Regions from separate parts of the Mus musculus genome. Here region 1 is linked to region 2. The links are chromatin contacts, called in public HiChIP or PLAC-seq maps. All regions are on one chromosome and are shown on one strand. Each heading gives the region's core, a stretch centred on a gene start, on an enhancer-like site or on the middle of the called end of the contact. The rest is flanking DNA. Distances are from core to core; before and after follow the strand shown. Region 1 overlaps Tead1 (TEA domain family member 1). Region 2 overlaps Mical2 (microtubule associated monooxygenase, calponin and LIM domain containing 2).

What was found. HiChIP or PLAC-seq counts read pairs in DNA pulled down with a chosen protein or histone mark.
Region 1: an H3K4me3 HiChIP or PLAC-seq map of embryonic basal ganglia shows a contact between it and region 2, with 4 times the contacts expected there. The contact joins two enhancer-like sites. A contact is called at or near these places in 7 of 39 promoter capture datasets (the C10 cell line, cranial neural crest, embryonic stem cells and 4 more), 1 of 115 datasets of contacts at active chromatin or transcription factors (embryonic basal ganglia) and 1 of 9 other capture datasets (macrophages).

Annotation. Positions count from the first base shown.
Region 1 is chr7:112,882,614-112,885,313 of GRCm38.p6, forward strand. The region is part of intron 10 of Tead1 (TEA domain family member 1); the gene reads left to right. Among named protein-coding and RNA genes, the nearest start is that of Rassf10, 70 kb to the right of the region's middle. Within about 2 kb of position 1,333, at least 112 of the 459 cell types and tissues checked have an H3K27ac peak or open chromatin away from gene starts, as enhancers often do. A contact at or near this core is called in embryonic basal ganglia, where this site is marked.
Region 2 is chr7:112,353,556-112,356,350 of GRCm38.p6, forward strand. It overlaps Mical2 (microtubule associated monooxygenase, calponin and LIM domain containing 2), which reads left to right. Exons shown (of 26, transcript NM_001193305.1): 26 at 344-420. The coding sequence ends at 384. Among named protein-coding and RNA genes, the nearest start is that of Micalcl, 20 kb to the right of the region's middle. Within about 2 kb of position 1,331, at least 54 of the 459 cell types and tissues checked have an H3K27ac peak or open chromatin away from gene starts, as enhancers often do. A contact at or near this core is called in embryonic basal ganglia, where this site is marked.

The sequences.
Region 1 (2,700 bases), core at 83-2,582, 530 kb after region 2:
CCAGAGTTCAGATCCCAACACCCAGTCGGTGACTCAGCACCACCCGTAGCTCCAGCTCCCACAGATCAAACACCCCTGGCTTCCCTGTACACCTGCACTCATGTACGCAGTCGTGCATGCACACAGTCAGGAAAAGAATAAAAATTATAATCTTTTGAAAGTAATACAAGTTAGTTACAAGTAATTCAAGAAGATAAAAGAATACGATATAAAATGTGAGACAGACTCTAGGCCCAGTTACCTGTCAACCCAGTCTGAGGGTTGTACATGGATGGATACAGTATTTGTATACAATTAGGACATTTTCTTACAGCAGTCAGCATTTGAGGATATGTCTTAGTTTTTGTTCTTTTTAGTAAAGATGACTCATTAGCATTAGTAGAATTATTGGGGGAGTAACTAACACTGAGGCCTTCCCATTTAAATTTAAATCCCAGAGCTAGTGTCTATGAGATCACTGGAACGCTTGTGTACCAAAGTACTGGTGATGTGTATCTGCCATGCAGGTTTCACTGGGTAACCTATAGCTTATTCACGTACAGCTGTTATTTCACTGTGTGTGATTGGTTGCCTGGTGGTTGTTGCTTATTTAAGAGGGACATTTCATGGATGGAATGTCCCTCTTAAATAAGCAACAACCTGGGAAAGTGGCAGCATTCTTTGTACACTGATGAACTAGGTAAGGTCAGGCCACCTCCGCTGGACGCCCAGGACTTCATTACCTGGCTCAGTTGGAAAGCAAGCAGTCTGAACAGAGACTTAGTTGGTAGGGCTAAGACCTTGAGTCTATGACAGTTCCAGCCTGAAGCCTACAGTGGGTCCTTACCTGGAGTTGTGTGGGTAATATTAATTGCATTTTTGTAAATGAATACTTGCATTGGTGGGAAATTTGCAATGCAAACAGACAGCCTTTTCAGACGAGGCTTATTGTAATTAGAGCAAGCTTTTAAGATTCTTTGAAGTACTGAATGTTTATGAAATTCAAATGGGGGTGTGCAGTCTGCACAATAAAGGGTCCCGGTGGTGTTTTTAAAAATCGTCTATTTTGTGGATGTAAATATATGCCATAATTAGTGGGAAGTAAGTTGAAGAGCTAGGCTGGCTGAGTTTATTCCTGTTATTCTTATTTAAAACAGCTGTGGCCTCTGCTTCAGTGGTGTTGTGTCAGGGCACACAGACTCCAGTGAATGGCTGCACTCAGGGGCCCACTTCCCTGCTGGCAGCCCCTTCCTTCCCTGTCCCCATAGGCAGGCTGTCTAACTGGAGCGGTGTCCAGCACAACGCAGGCCTCCCCTGCCCAGACCCCTGAATCCTGTGGGGTGGGCATGCAAATGAAGCAGTGTGGGAGGGCTCTGGGGCTGCCAGCTCTCTCCAAACCTACCCCCTCGCTCCCTAGTTAAGCTCAGTCTCTCAGGGCCCCTTTGCCCTGTGCAGAGCAATTGTCCTTTGGCGCCTGTGGGAGCAGCTGCAAAGCCCGCAAGGCGTGCCCTGCCTGGCCTAGCCTCACCATGTGGCAGGCCTGGACAGCCGCCCACAGCAAGGCCCAGCTCCTGGTGCCGCCTGCCAAGCAGCCAGATGCTGCCATTGGGAAAAAATTGCTTCACAATTTGAAATCTTGGTCCTTTGATCATGGCTCAGAGAGGATGCAGAGGGGAGATTCAAAGTGGTGGTTTGAAAACGGCCCATCCATCAGTTCCCATTACACTGGCTCTTGTCAAGGACAGTCCTGGATGGTTTTCATTTCTATAACCTCATAATTCCTGCCCAGCCCTCTGCACACTCAAAAATGAAGGGAGATAAGTTGGAAGGGTATGTCCACAGGCTGCCCCTGCCCCTTTATGTCTTTACCTTAGGGGTTCTCTCCTTACTCACCCAGCAAGCTTTGCCTTGTTAGCCTGTGACACCGCCAAGTGTCCTTTCTATGTGGGCTGTCAGCTCCCTTGTAGCCAGTTCTCCAGAGGCCACAGGGTTTGCAGGGACAGTTTCTCTGTCCTTGGCCCTTTGCCCTGTCCCCTCTTCAGGGTCTGGATCCCACACACCTAGACCAGGCTTCATTTTAAAGATTTTTTTTTTCTCCCTACCCAAGACAGGGTTTCTCAGTGTAACAGTCTGACTGTCCTGGAACTCTCTTTGTAAACCAGGCTGGCCTTGAACTCACAGAGATCCACTTGCCTCTGCCTCCCAGGAGCTGGGATTAAAGGCATGGACTACCACACTGGACTGATAATTGCATTTTTCATGTTTGCCCCAAAGCACAGGTCTCCCCCCCAACCCCTAATCCATGAAATTGAACAGTGAACCATAGCTTTGAATAAATAGGTATATTGAATAAGAGGACAATGAGGAGAAGCCATGCCTTAAGTGTCTCATGTAGCAAAGGCTGGCTTTGAACTCCTGATCCTCTTGCTTTTGCATCCCATGTGTAGATTATAGGCATGTGCCAACATTCCTGGTTTATGAAGGCAAAAGACTAAACCTAAATCCTCATGCATAGTAGTCGAGCACTCTCCCGACTGGGTTACATCCCCAGCCCCAGCGGTATATTTTTGTTGGTATATTTTTGTTTGTTTGACCTGCCTTTGACACCTGCCTCTGCCCCTACCCTGCTTTCCAGAACTTGCCTACAAACAGATCTTGGAGCCTTTAATCCACTCAGCGTGTTAGTAACTTCTTTTTTGTTGGTTTCTGGAGGAAATTCCA
Region 2 (2,795 bases), core at 81-2,580:
GCAGATACTCTAGAGATGAATTTGCCTCAAGGATGAATATGAGACCCCAGAGTAAACTGGAGACAGAGGGGGCTGTGGAGGGCAGAAGGTCCTGGGAACATTTACAGACAAGAGTGGAGTTCTGTTACTATGCAGACCCTGGGCATCCACTCTTGGAAATGAATAGCTGGCCACCACCAGGAAGGTCTGTCCCTCCTAAGCAGGCAGTCCCTTTGTGAGGGACAGTGGTGGCTCTGTTCCTCACCTCCAGTGTCATTTTCCATTGTGATTGGTATTTGTTTTAGGCCCTTGCTAAGTCCTCCTTTCTGTCTTTCTCTCTCCAATCTCACTTTGCGGCCGCCAGTACGTTTCAGCCTTCCAGTCCTACACCCACTTCTTGGCTGACACTTCTGTTCTAAGGTGACTGATTTTCTTGGCAATTTTCAGAGAGAGGTACTAACCCCTAACCCGCTTTCTGCGCCCCATCCTCTGCGTGCGTCGGTGGTCCTGGTTGTGCTAACTGTGAGTGTCTTGCCTACTAATATGGACTCGCTAGAGGCATGAATGGTAAAGAGCATGGGGCGGGGGTCAGCTTGAAAGCCACGTTCTGCCTCCCCTTCTTTGGAGCCCAGCCAGCAGCCTGGGTCCACAACAAGTGCATGCCCCATGCCACTTCTCCTCTGCACCATGGGCTGGCTTCTTTGCATGTTGCGCTTTCAAAACCTTTTGTCTTCCTGGGAGGGTTCACCATGATTGTGAGACAATACCGAGGGCTCTTGTCACCTTTCAAAACATTTCTACGTAGTAACCTCTGAAAAAAAGACATGTCTAGGCATATCTTCTTCAACCCATTCTAATACAAAGATTACTAATGCCTTTAATTGAGACCATAAGTGACTCAGTTTGGTGAAGTTTTAAAAGTATACTTTTTTTCCCCAGACTCCAAGGCCAGCTTGACCCATGCTCTCTGTGCTGTGAATATAATGACAATAGCGAGCCCTTGCCCTGGTTCAGCATAGTTAGTCCTAGGGCCTTACTATGCCTTTCACGTGCCTCTGGGCTCTTAAGTCCCTTACTGTTCCACAAGCTTTAATCGGAGCAGTTGTGGTCACAGGAGAAGGTCAGCCACTGTTGATGCTCCTGTCAATCTGTGGAAAGGGCATATTGTCTCTGCTCATTTACCTGGAGCAGTGCACCAGTCATGTGCAAGAAGCAGTCACAACGGAGGGCAGAGAGCAGATGAGAGTCCAGCCCCACATTTTCAGACTGCAGCCAGAATCCCCCTCACGTGCAGCTAGGGCCACCCTGCTCTCCAGCTTCCGCCCAGTCCTGCATGCCGCACTTGCCTGCTGTGTTGGCACAGAGCCCAGCCAGTACAAAGTCCTCTCCTCTCCTCTTTTCTTCTCTTCCAGCATTCCCCTCTCTAAAATGTCAACCAAAGAGAGCCTCTCCCTCCCCCCATCCCACTCCCGCGCCCCCCCTCAGCCCCTTTAGACAGTCTCCTCCCCATCTCTCAGCAAGGCATGTCTCTGACCCTAGAGAATTCATTTACAGTGCCATATGGAACCCTGTATTTTACACACACAGCAAACGATGTTTAGGTTTATTTATGATATTTGATGCTGTAAATGAAAATAAATATGGTTCTTTATAAAGCTCACCGTTTCCTCTCTTCTTTGCCATGGAAGCTTCTAAAATCTCAAACACGGGCACCGGTTTAGGGGAACCGTCCTCCCCTAAACTGCTGGCGGGGCTTGCACTTGTGGTGACCCGGGACTCTCTGGGGCTGTGCCAGGGCGATCTGAAATATTACCCAAGGGTAATATTTGGAAAAATGTCACCAATACTCTGGTGCCAGGCTTTGGGGTCTCTTCCTGGAATGTGTGGTACTTTACTGTTCTAGACTCTGGGCAGAGGATGAGAGAGCCAGTGTGACCTCAGGAACAGGCTGTGTTGCCATGGCTCTCTAAGAGAGCTTTACCAAGAGCCCCGCCTGTTTGGGTTCTCACTGGTCCACCCAAGTGATGGGGGAAATAAGGAGGAAGGAGTGGGCACCAGTCTCTGGAAGACAGAGAACCCGCACGCGTACTCATGGCAGCCCTGTGGTGTGAGGCTCCATCCACCTGGCCACTCTGAGGCTAGTGCCCAGAAGGCTCTGCCCAACATCTCTCAGTTTAGGGGAAGGACTTGGCATGTCCACTGACTCCCCTGGACAGTGCCAGATCTCTCCAGGCTCTGCCATTTCCAGACCAGATGTGGTTGGGCTTCCAACACTAGCAGAAGAACCCCCCTGTTAACTATGAGGGTCCTGGCATCTCCCAGAGAGCATGTCTGGGATTCCAGGCTCCAGCTCAGCTGCTGATGCCCGAGTTTGCCTTTGGTTCCTTTACCTGTGCATCAGTTATTGCCCATGGCACAATTCTAGGCCCAAGAGACATAGCACAGCGTGCCAAAAGACCCTTGCCCCTGGCTGACATTTATTAAGTATGTGCCTCGGTGTGTTTTAATTCTGATTCACCTAATCTATGCTCTTGCTCATTTACCCATTTGCCTCATTTTGCTGATCACCTACTGTGTTCCAGGAAATACAGCTAATCATGAAAGTCTGAGATTTGAAACCTCATGTTAAGTTTTTGGTAAAGTCCTCTAATTAAATAAGCTTAACTAGCTGTTTGGATTGGCTTTCTCAGAGCTGTTTAGAGAGTGTCTTGGTTTGATTTGGCTTGACTACATAATTGGTATTAGGTAGAATATTTTTTTAATTCAAAAACACTGAAGACTTAACTTTTTGTGATGGAGAGATCAAATCCAAGACT